2 separate regions of the Macaca mulatta genome follow, and region 1 is linked to region 2. A link is a contact called in public Hi-C data. All regions are on one chromosome and are shown on one strand. The core of a region is the stretch at or near the end of the contact, and the rest is flanking DNA. Distances in the headings are between cores, read along the strand shown. Region 1 holds the start of TXLNG (taxilin gamma). Region 2 holds the start of SYAP1 (synapse associated protein 1).

The links. Hi-C and Micro-C count contacts between places; a contact is called where the count stands out from the background.
Region 1: a Hi-C map of fetal cortex germinal zone shows a contact between it and region 2, with 2.5 times the contacts expected there. The contact joins the promoter of TXLNG here to the promoter of SYAP1 in region 2. A contact is called at or near these places in 3 of 14 Hi-C or Micro-C datasets (CD4 T cells, fetal cortex germinal zone and fetal cortical plate).

The regions. Positions count from the first base shown.
Region 1 is chrX:16,451,541-16,456,745 of T2T-MMU8v2.0, forward strand. TXLNG (taxilin gamma) reads left to right here and starts at 3,752. Exons shown (of 10, transcript XM_028842169.2): 1 at 3,752-3,879. The coding sequence starts at 3,778.
Region 2 is chrX:16,384,563-16,389,123 of T2T-MMU8v2.0, forward strand. It overlaps SYAP1 (synapse associated protein 1), which reads left to right and starts at 2,657. Exons shown (of 9, transcript XM_015127002.3): 1 at 2,657-2,918. The coding sequence starts at 2,744.

The DNA of each region.
Region 1 (5,205 bases), core at 2,502-5,001, 68 kb after region 2:
GGGAAAGAGTCAATTAGACAAGCCACTGCCTTGAAGAGTGGGGACTGGCCTGGTATGGGAAGTACAGTATGCTAGGGGTGCATAACATGGGCAACTAAGCTACTCGGGAGGCTGAGACAGGAGAATTGTTTGAACCTGGGAGGTGGAGGTTGCAGTGAGCCGAGATCATGCCACTGCACTCCAGCTTTGGGCGACAGCAAGACTCCGTCTGGGGAAAAAAAAAAGAAAAGAAAAAAGAAAAGCCCATCACCACACCACGACCTGCTAATTTTTGTATTTTTAGTAGAGACGGGGTTTCACCATGTTGGCCAGTCTGGTCTCGAACTCCTGACCTTCGGCAATCCATCAGCCTCGGCGTCCCAAAGTGCTGGGATTACAGGTGTGAGCCACTGCTCCCAGCCACCTTTTTTTTTTTTTTTTTTTCTGAGACAGGATCTCACTCTGTGGCTCAGACTGGAGTGAGTGGCACAATCATAATTTGCTGTAATCTTGAACTCCTGGGCTGAAGAGTTTCCTCCCACCTCAGACTCCCCAGTAGTGGTGACTACAGGCACCCACCACCAGGCTGGGCTAGCTTTTCTATTTTCTGTAGAGATGGGCACTCACTATGTTGCCCAGGCTGGTCTCAGACTCCTGGCCTCAAGTGATCCTCCCACTTCCACTTCCCAAAGTGTTTGGGATTACAGGCATGAGCCACTGCACGGAGCCCCAAAGAGCCTTCTAAAAACCTCTTTATAAACATACTTGGAGGTTGGCTGGGCGCGGTGGCTCACGCCTGTAATCCCAGCACTTTGGGAGGCCGAGGCGAGCGCATCACGAGGTCAGGAGATCGAGACGAGCGTGGCTAACACGGTGAAACCCCGTCTCTACTAAAAATACAAAAAAATTAGCCGGGCGTGGCAGCGTGCGCCTGTAGTCCCAGCTACTCGGGAGGCTGAGGCAGGAGAATGACGTGAACTCGGGAGGCGGAGCTTGCAGTGAGCAGAGACCGTGCCACTGAACTGCAGCCTGGGCGGCAGAGCGAGACTCGACTCAACAAACAAACAAAAAACACACTCGGAGGCAATTCTACATAAATGGAATATTTTTTCTATATCAATTTTTTTTTTTTTTTGAGACAGAGTCTTGCTCTGTCGCCCAGGCTGGGGTGCAGTGGCCGGATCTCAGCTCACTGCAAGCTCCGCCTCCCGGGTTTAGACCATTCTCCTGCCTCAGCCTCCCGAGTAGCTGGGACTACAGGCGCCCGCCACCTCGCCCGGCTAGTTTTTTGTATTTTTTAGGAGAGACGGGGTTTCACCGTGTCAGCCAGGATGGTCTCGATCTCCTGACCTCGTGATCCGCCCGTCTCGGCCTCCCAAAGTGCTGGGATTACAGGCTTGAGCCACCGCGCCCGGGCTTCTATATCAATTTTTAAAAAACGTTCATCAGTTTTAATGGCTTCGTGGCATTCTATTGTACCATTATTTAACTACAGTGCATTTGCCACTTGATCCCTGGAGAATTGCATTACCGATAGATTTATTCTGCATCTTGTTGGGACTTGCCTTTAAGAATATGAGACATGGTGGCTAAGGTCATCAGTTTTATAGAGTCCAGTTATCGGTTCATTATCAGTTGTCACCTACGTCTCAAACTATGCTTTGGTTTTGAAATCGCAAAGCTAGACTGCGATGTTCTGCCCAGGAAACAAAATAATGATACTTTTTTCTCTTTTTTTTTTTTTTTGAGACGGAGTCTCGCTCTGCCGCCCAGGCTGGAGTGCAGTGGCCGGATCTCAGCTCACTGCAAGCTCCGCCTCCCGGGTTCACGCCATTCTCCTGCCTCAGCCTCCCGAGTAGCTGGGATTACAGGCGCCCGCCACCTCGCCCGGCTAGTTTTTTGTATTTTTTAGTAGAGACGGGGTTTCACCGTGTCAGCCAGGATGGTCTCGATCTCCTGACCTCGTGATCCGCCCGTCTCGGCCTCCCAAAGTGCTGGGATTACAGGCTTGAGCCACCGCGCCCGGCCTCTTTTTTTTTTTTTTTTTGAGACGGAGTCTGGCTCTGTCACCCAGGCTGGAGTGCAGTGGTGCGATTTCGGCTCACTGCAAGCTCCGCCTCCCGGGTTTACGCCATTCTCCTGCCTCAGCCTCCCGAGTAGCTGGGACTACAGGCGCCCGCCACCTCGCCCGGCTAGTTTTTCGTATTTTTTAGTAGAGACGGGGTTTCACCGTGTTAGCCAGGATGGTCTCGATCTCCTGACCTCGTGATCCGCCCGTCTCGGCCTCCCAAAGTGCTGGGATTACAGGCTTGAGCCACCGCGCCCGGCGATACTTTTTTCAAACTTACAGAAATATTTAAAAGCAATGGATGGAATTTCCCCAATATTGAAATTTACTCTCATCTATGTTATTAAATTTTTGCCGCCTGCTACCAACGTTTTGTATTCAAATCTAATAAAAAGTGATATGACTTGCACAGATTTTCATAATGAATTGTTATTATTATTATTTTTGAGACGGAGTCTCGCTCTGTTGCCCAGGCTGGAGTGTAGCGGCGCGATCTCGGCTCACTGCAACCTCCGCCTCCCGGGTTCAAGCGATTCTCCTGTCTCAGTCTCCCGAGTAGCTGGGACTACAGGGCGCACCACTATGCCCGGCTCATTTTTGTATTTTTAGTAGAGACAGGGTTTCATTATGTTGGCCAGGCTGGTCTGGAACTCCTGACCTCGTGATACACCCGCCTCAGCCCCCCAAAGTGCTGGGATTACAGAAGTGAGCCACCGCGCCCGGCCTCATAATGAATTATTTAAGACAATCTATCAGGCTTTCATGACGGTCTGTGCCTTTCAGAGGCTCGGCCATTGGAGATCTGGTTCCATCAGATGGAAATAGGGAATATTCCTGAGGAAAACTCCCCTCTCTCCCCCAACATCATATCAAGAAAAAAAAATTCGGTTCAGCAAACCGAGTTTGTTGAACAATTGAGGTAATGAAACGAGTAAATGGGGTGGGAGAAAGCAGGATACATTCAACGTGAATGAAGTGCCAAGTAAGTGTGCAGAAGCCGGGGCGGTTCAACCAAGGTGAATAGAATGCGGCACCTATCCTGCAGGAGCTCGGGACAAGTAAACCGTGGTGACAACTCTGGTGGAGGGCAGGACTCTGAGCAGGTGCCCGAGCACGAAACTTCAAATTCTAAGAGCCAATACGCCTTCCGTCTTGAAAGTCGCGAAGTATTTTCCCTTATCCCCAAATCATTCGCGCCCGATTCCTAAGAACGGCAACAAAAACAAAAACACAAGAATGTGTCGCCGATCGTGCTCCTTCTCAAACACGGGGATATTTCTAAACTTTCCCCGAAGGATCATAACGAATACCTTCCTGTAGCCAGACATCGCCCCCAGAAACCGCAAGTCCCACTAGGCTGCACACGAAGCACACTGGGTGCAGCACTCTCTCCTTCTCAGAACGCCGCTTTATGTTGTTCCAATCCCGATCCGAGCCTGCTAGCTGTGGCCGCACGCCCTGCTGGGACTTGTAGTCCACTCCCGAGTCCTAGTCCCGATCGCGCAGACTCACACGGCCTCTATCTGCCCTTCGGTCTTGCAGAAGCCCAGCCCAATATTCAATGCTCCCCACCCCCATCTCGCTCCGTCCCCTCGGGGGCCAACCTCCTCCGGTCACGTGGGAAGTCTCGCATGCGGCGATTGGTCGTGGGGGCTCGGGGGCGGGGCGACAGGCCCTGCGAGATTCCGTGCCCCTTGTCGGGCCGCTTGTTTGGCTGCTGCCGTCACCTCATGGCGACGCGGGTAGAGGAGGCAGCGCGGGGAAGAGGCGGCGGCGCCGAAGAGGCGACTGAGGCCGGACGGGGCGGACGGCGACGCAGCCCGCGGCAGAAGGTCAGTCAGGGGGACGCCCTCGTTGTTGCTGGGCCGGGGGGATGTTTGGACTCCCTTTTTCGGGGTCCACCTCTTCTCTCTCCCTGGTTACCTTTAGCCACGGGACGAACATCCGGTCCTCTTCCCTCCCGGGGGTGACGACAGTGGGAGCAGGTGGGGGGGGTGGGACCGCGATGGATGGGGTGGGAAGGGACGACGGTTGGGGTTTGGCGGCTCGCGGCTGGGAAGCCGGGAGGGAGGGCAGGGGGCGCACGCGGTTCTAAGGGGGTAGGGGTGCGAGGCGGGGGTGCGCCAGGTGTGACAGCCACGTGCGGCCAGCACCGCGGGGATCCGGGCGCCAGGCGTTCGGTCTCCCAGTCCCCGCCGTCACCGTGCTCCCGGCGCTGAGTGCCGCCGTCTGGGGGCGCGCAGGGGTCGTGGACTTGCCGTCCTGGCGTCGGGCAGGTGCGCAGGGCGCGCTGCGGGGTGCCCCCGGGCTGCTCAGGCTAGGCTGTTGCGCAGTAAGATAACCGCGCCGGAGCCGGGGTGTGCTTGGCCCCCCTTCCCCCGCCCCCCTGCGCTCCCCGCCACTGCGCGGGCGGGCAGGCGAGCGGGTGAGCGTCGCAGGGCCGGTGCGAGCGGGACGCTCGGCCCCCGGGACCTAGATCCCGGCGCTCCGCGGGCTTGGCTGCACGTGGGGCCAGGGATGGATGGGGAGGCGATGCGATGCTGTAGGACCTTTTTTGGTTCCTGCAGAGTTGGGATGTCGCGTGATAGCTGGTCCTCCCAGTCCTATTTACCACCCTCCCCTTTTTTTTTCCTCTTTTCTTTCTTTCATTTATTATTAGTTTTTTTTTTTAATTTGATGAGCGGAAACTTGAACGCCTTCCGGACCCTGGCCTTGGGTCTTTCTTAATCTGGGAAACAGGCCGGACTGTTCCCCTTGCCTTACTTGACTCACATCAAGGAGTTTTCAGTCCCTCCCTAGATACAGGAAAATTGAAACCTCTTTCAGAATGGGATAATTCCACTTGTTCTGGAGCTCAGTGGGTGGAGTTTGAAAAAGATTGCACAACGAATGGGGTACAGGGCTTTCGGGGCCCTGGAATGGATAACTGCGGGGACTGAGGCTGGGAAGATGGGAACCCCATCTCTTTTTTTCCTTGCAGGCAAACATATTGAAACGTTCAGCTTGTTGGATGTCTTGCTTCATCACCGAGGGCTATTTAATATTACTTAATTATGTATTTGAACACTCTTAACTCCTGTATGAAATTACGAAATAATATTTTTCTAATGCAATTCATAAACTTCAAATGGGAGAACAAAGGTCCAGTTTACATCTGA
Region 2 (4,561 bases), core at 1,407-3,906:
AGTTATGTTCACTACAATTTAAAATATTAATAGTGTAATATACCAAAAATATATACCATTGAATTGTACACTTTAGACAGGTGAATTGTTTAAATCTCAATAAAGCTGTTTGGGGGAAAGAAAAAACAGGTTGGGCTTGATAACCTAAAATCCTGGACCTGAATAAAATGTAAATATAAGTCAGGCTGGAAAACTGGACAGCAGGGAAATCAGAGTTGTAATCAATTCCTCATGTACTCCCTCAGGTCACTGGAACCATCCTCCTCTTCTCAAAATAGCTGGGGACCAAGGAATCATGGATGTCCTTCCACAACTAATGACTGGAGACTGTGCTTGGGAAATGTGTCCATGAACTCCCTGCTCTGAAGCGGTACTTATTCACATCACTAGTTTTTTGTCAGTTTTACATGCTATTGTGGGAAAAGTTAAAAATATAGAAAAGACAAATGTTTAATTACCCAGCTTCAACCCATGGCCAGGCTTGTTTCATCTATATCCCTACCCATTCCCCCCCCCCCATCCTGTATTAATTTGAAGCAAATTCCAGACATGGTATCATTTCTTTTTTTTTTTTTTTTTACGGAGTTTTGCTCTTGTCGCCCAGGCTGGAGTGCGACAGCAGGATCTCAGCTCACTGCAACCTCCGCCTCCTGAGTTCATGTGATTCTCCTGCCTCAGTCTCCCGAGTAGCTGGGATTACAGGCACCCGCCACCACGCCTGGCTAACTTTTTGTATTTTTAGTAGAGACGGGGTTCCACCATGTTGGTCGGGCTAGTCTCAAGCTCCTAACCTCAGGTGATCCACCCGTCTCGGCCTCCCAAAGCGCTGGGATTACAGGTGTGAGCCACCGCGCCTGGCCCAGATATGGTATCATTTCTTTGGTAAAATCTCAATACGCACGATGGATAAACAAAACGTGGTGTATACATACAAGGGAATACTATTCAGTCTTAGAAAGAAATTGACACAGCCTTGAGGACATTATGCTAAGTGAAAGAAGCCAGTCACAGACAAATATTGAATGATTCCACTTATATTAAGGTATCTAGTCAGACCCACAGAGACAAGAAGTAGAATGGAGGTAGGAGGGGGATGACAAGGACAGGAATGGGGAATTGTTTAATAGGTAGTTTCAGTTTTGCAAGATGAAGTTCTTTCTATTTTTCATTCTTTTTTTTTTTCTTTCTTTTGTGAGACGGAGTCTCTCTGTCACCCAGGCTGGAGTGCAATAGCTTGATCTCAGCTCACTGCAAGCTCCGCCTCCCGGGTTCACGCCATTCTCCTGCCTCAGCTTCCCAAGTAGCTGACTACAGGCACCCGCCACCATGCCCGGCTAATTTTTTTTGTATTTTTAGTAGAGATGGGGTTTCACCGTTAGGCAGGATGGTCTCGAACTCCTGACCTTGTGATCCGCCCGCCTCGGCCTCCCAAAGTGCTGGGATTACAGGCATGAGTCACCGTGCCCGGTCTATTTTTCATTCTTTTAATTGCAAGATGAAGAGTTCTGAATATTCATTTCACAACAACGTGAATGTACTTAACACTAGTGAATTGTACACTTAGAAATGGTTAAGATGGTAAATCATATTAAGATGGTAAATTTTGTGTATTTTACCACAATTAAAAATTTTTAATTTCACAATTCCTCCATTTTATCAACTACCCAGTGTCCAAATTTCCAGTTCTTATAAGTATCATATATTTTTTTCAATGTGTTTGCTGAATTAGGGTCCTAATAAAATGCACAAGGGGCCATGGGTTACATCTCTTAAGTCTTTTTTAATCTATAGGTTCCCCACCACACCCCCCTCTTCCTTGCAATTTATTTGAAGAAACAAGGTTGTCTGTCCTGTGGCTTCTCATAGTCTAGATTCTGCTGACAGCATCCCATTGTTTTTTTTTTTTTTTTTTTTTTTAAGAGGGAGTCTCGCTCTGTCGCCCGGGCTGGAGTGCAGTGGCCGGACCTCAGCTCACTGCAAGCTCCGCCTCCCGGGTTCCCGCCATTCTCCTGCCTCAGCCTCCCGAGTAGCTGGGACCACAGGCGCCCGCCACCTCGCCCGGCTAGTTTTTTGTATTTTTAGTAGAGACGGGGTTTCACCGTATTAGCCAGGATGGTCTCGATCTCCTGACCTTGTGATCCGCCCGTCTCGGCCTCCCAAAGTGCTGGGATTACAGGCTTGAGCCACCGCGCCCGGCCTCATTGTGTTGTTTAACACCTTATTCTGTTCTCTTATTCCCTGTTAGTTGGGCTTGGCAGCTTTGGGTTAGTTTTCAGTTGGGCTCAGGAGGAGGCTAAAGACATCCAATTCCGCGGGAACCCAGCCCTGCGGGACCTGAAAAGGCGAGGCTAAGTCACCAGGCAAGCTGCTTAGAGGCAGTCTTAAAATGAGACTGGCTAGGACTTCGACAGACACCGTCTACACGCCTACTAGGTCAGTCACCTACAAAGCCGGCGAATGAGGAAAAAGGCAAGGCGGGGCTACGCTGGGAAAGCTCTTTGTCCCCTATCCACACGCACAAAACAGTTGTCACAACTGACGTCACCAGGGGCGGAGCCTTTGGACGGAAGTGACGCTTCTGCAGCCGCGGCGGAGTCGTCATAGAGGCGGGGCCGCAGGCGACTCCAGTTTTCCTCCGACTTCCGGACATCTCCCTGAGAGTCGCGCAGAGTGGAGTCAGAGGCAACCAGTCCTCGCTCCGGTCTCTGGGGATCCGGACCGCGGCGGCGGCCCCGCGGACGGGATGTTCCGGGGCTTGAGCAGTTGGCTGGGCTTGCAGCAGCCGGCGGCAGGCGGTGGGCAGCCCAATGCAGACGCTCCACCCGAACAGCCATCCGAGACGGTGGCTGAGTCCGCGGAGGAGGAGCTGCAGCAAACGGGAGACCAGGAGCTCCTCCACCAGGCCAAAGACTTCGGCAGTGAGTCTCCCCTGGCTCTGGGACCGGGATGGTGAGGGGCGCGTTCCTCCTCTGGGACGACCCTGGGGCGCGCGGGCCCGACTGGCTGTGGGATGAGGGGGCCGAGGTGAGAGGCAGGGGAGGAAGATGTGTCTGTCGGTCAGTCCTCTCCGGGTCGGGAGAGATTGGTGAGGATCTGGACAAGGCCACAGCTTCGTCTAGCAGTCAGGTCCTGTCCCTGAAGTTCCTGGTGGCAAGTCTACAAAGTTTGCAGACATTGGAATCTGGTATGCAGCCAAGCAGTGTGACCCAACGTCTTCGGGTTTGACGAGGAATCTTTTTTGTTCAATTTGAAAACCTTCACCTTCACCCCCCAGATCGGGATCGTTGGCGAGCTTGAACTGGTTGAAAAAATGTTTTTTTGCCCTTAGGTCAGAATGTGTTGTCTGAAGTAAACTGACAATTACTGAATGTCTGCCCCTGGCCATCTGCTTTTTAGGTACAGTGGGACCTTTTTCCTTGAGGGAGAGAAAATGCCACTGTCTGCTCTACGCAAGTTGCAGTACTAGATGTTTTATGAAAGATATCCCGTTTCATCTGTTAAACACCCCCAGTGAGTTAGGGGAACAAGCCCAGAGCTATTGGGCCAAAGTTATACTGATAGTGAGTGGTGGAAATGGAATTTGAACTTCGATCTGCCTAATTTTAAAGCCCGTGCTCTTTCCGAGTTTACAGCCTACAGGGGTTGGGGGACGAGTAATAATAAACGTGAAGTAAACACATGCTGTAGTAATTCTCATTTATGGAGAGACCGTAGTGGGCTTCAGTGATCAGAGGAAGCATGTTTGAGGCCCAGTGCGGTGGCTCACGCCTGTAATCCCAGCACTTTGAGAGGCTGAGGTGGACAGATCATGAGGTCAGCAGTTTGAGACCAGCCTGGCCAACATGGTGTAACCCCGTCTCTACTAAAAATACAAAAAATAGCCTGGCGCGCACCTGTAATCCCAGCTACTTAGGAGGCTGAGGCAGGAGAATCGCTTGAACCAGGGAGGTGGAGGTTGCAGTGAGCTGAAATCGCACCACTGCACTCCAGCCTGGGTGACAGAGCAAGACTTCATGTCAAAAAACAAAACAAAACAAAACAAAAAAGCATCTTTGAGGAGTTAAGCCCTAAAGCAGCCCAGCACTACAAGTGAGAGAACTGCAACAAAGGTAGATATTAAGTTCAGCAAGCATTTGAAGAATCTACTAAAAGATGGGGGTGTGGGAGGAGAGCAGCCTGAGAGTGGATAAACACATATTTGAGTAAGACAGGGCCTAACAGTTTTTCTGGAGACAGGGTCTCAGTCTTTTGTCCAGGCTGGAGTGCAGTGGCACGATCTTGACTCACTGCAACCTCCGCCTCCGGGGTTCAAGTGATCTTCCTACCTTATCCTCTCCAGTAGCTGGGATTACAGGTGCGCACCACCACGCCCAGCTAATTTTTGTATTTTTAGTAGAGATGGGGTTTCACCACGTTGAGCAGGCTGGGCCCTAACGTTTAAAAGTTTACTGTGGGATGAAAGCACAGGGAAAACAGACATCATCTCAAACCATGATAGTACATAGTCTCAGCCCAAGGCCCCCAGATAGAATAGTCTTGCTCTGTCGCCCAGGCTGGAGTG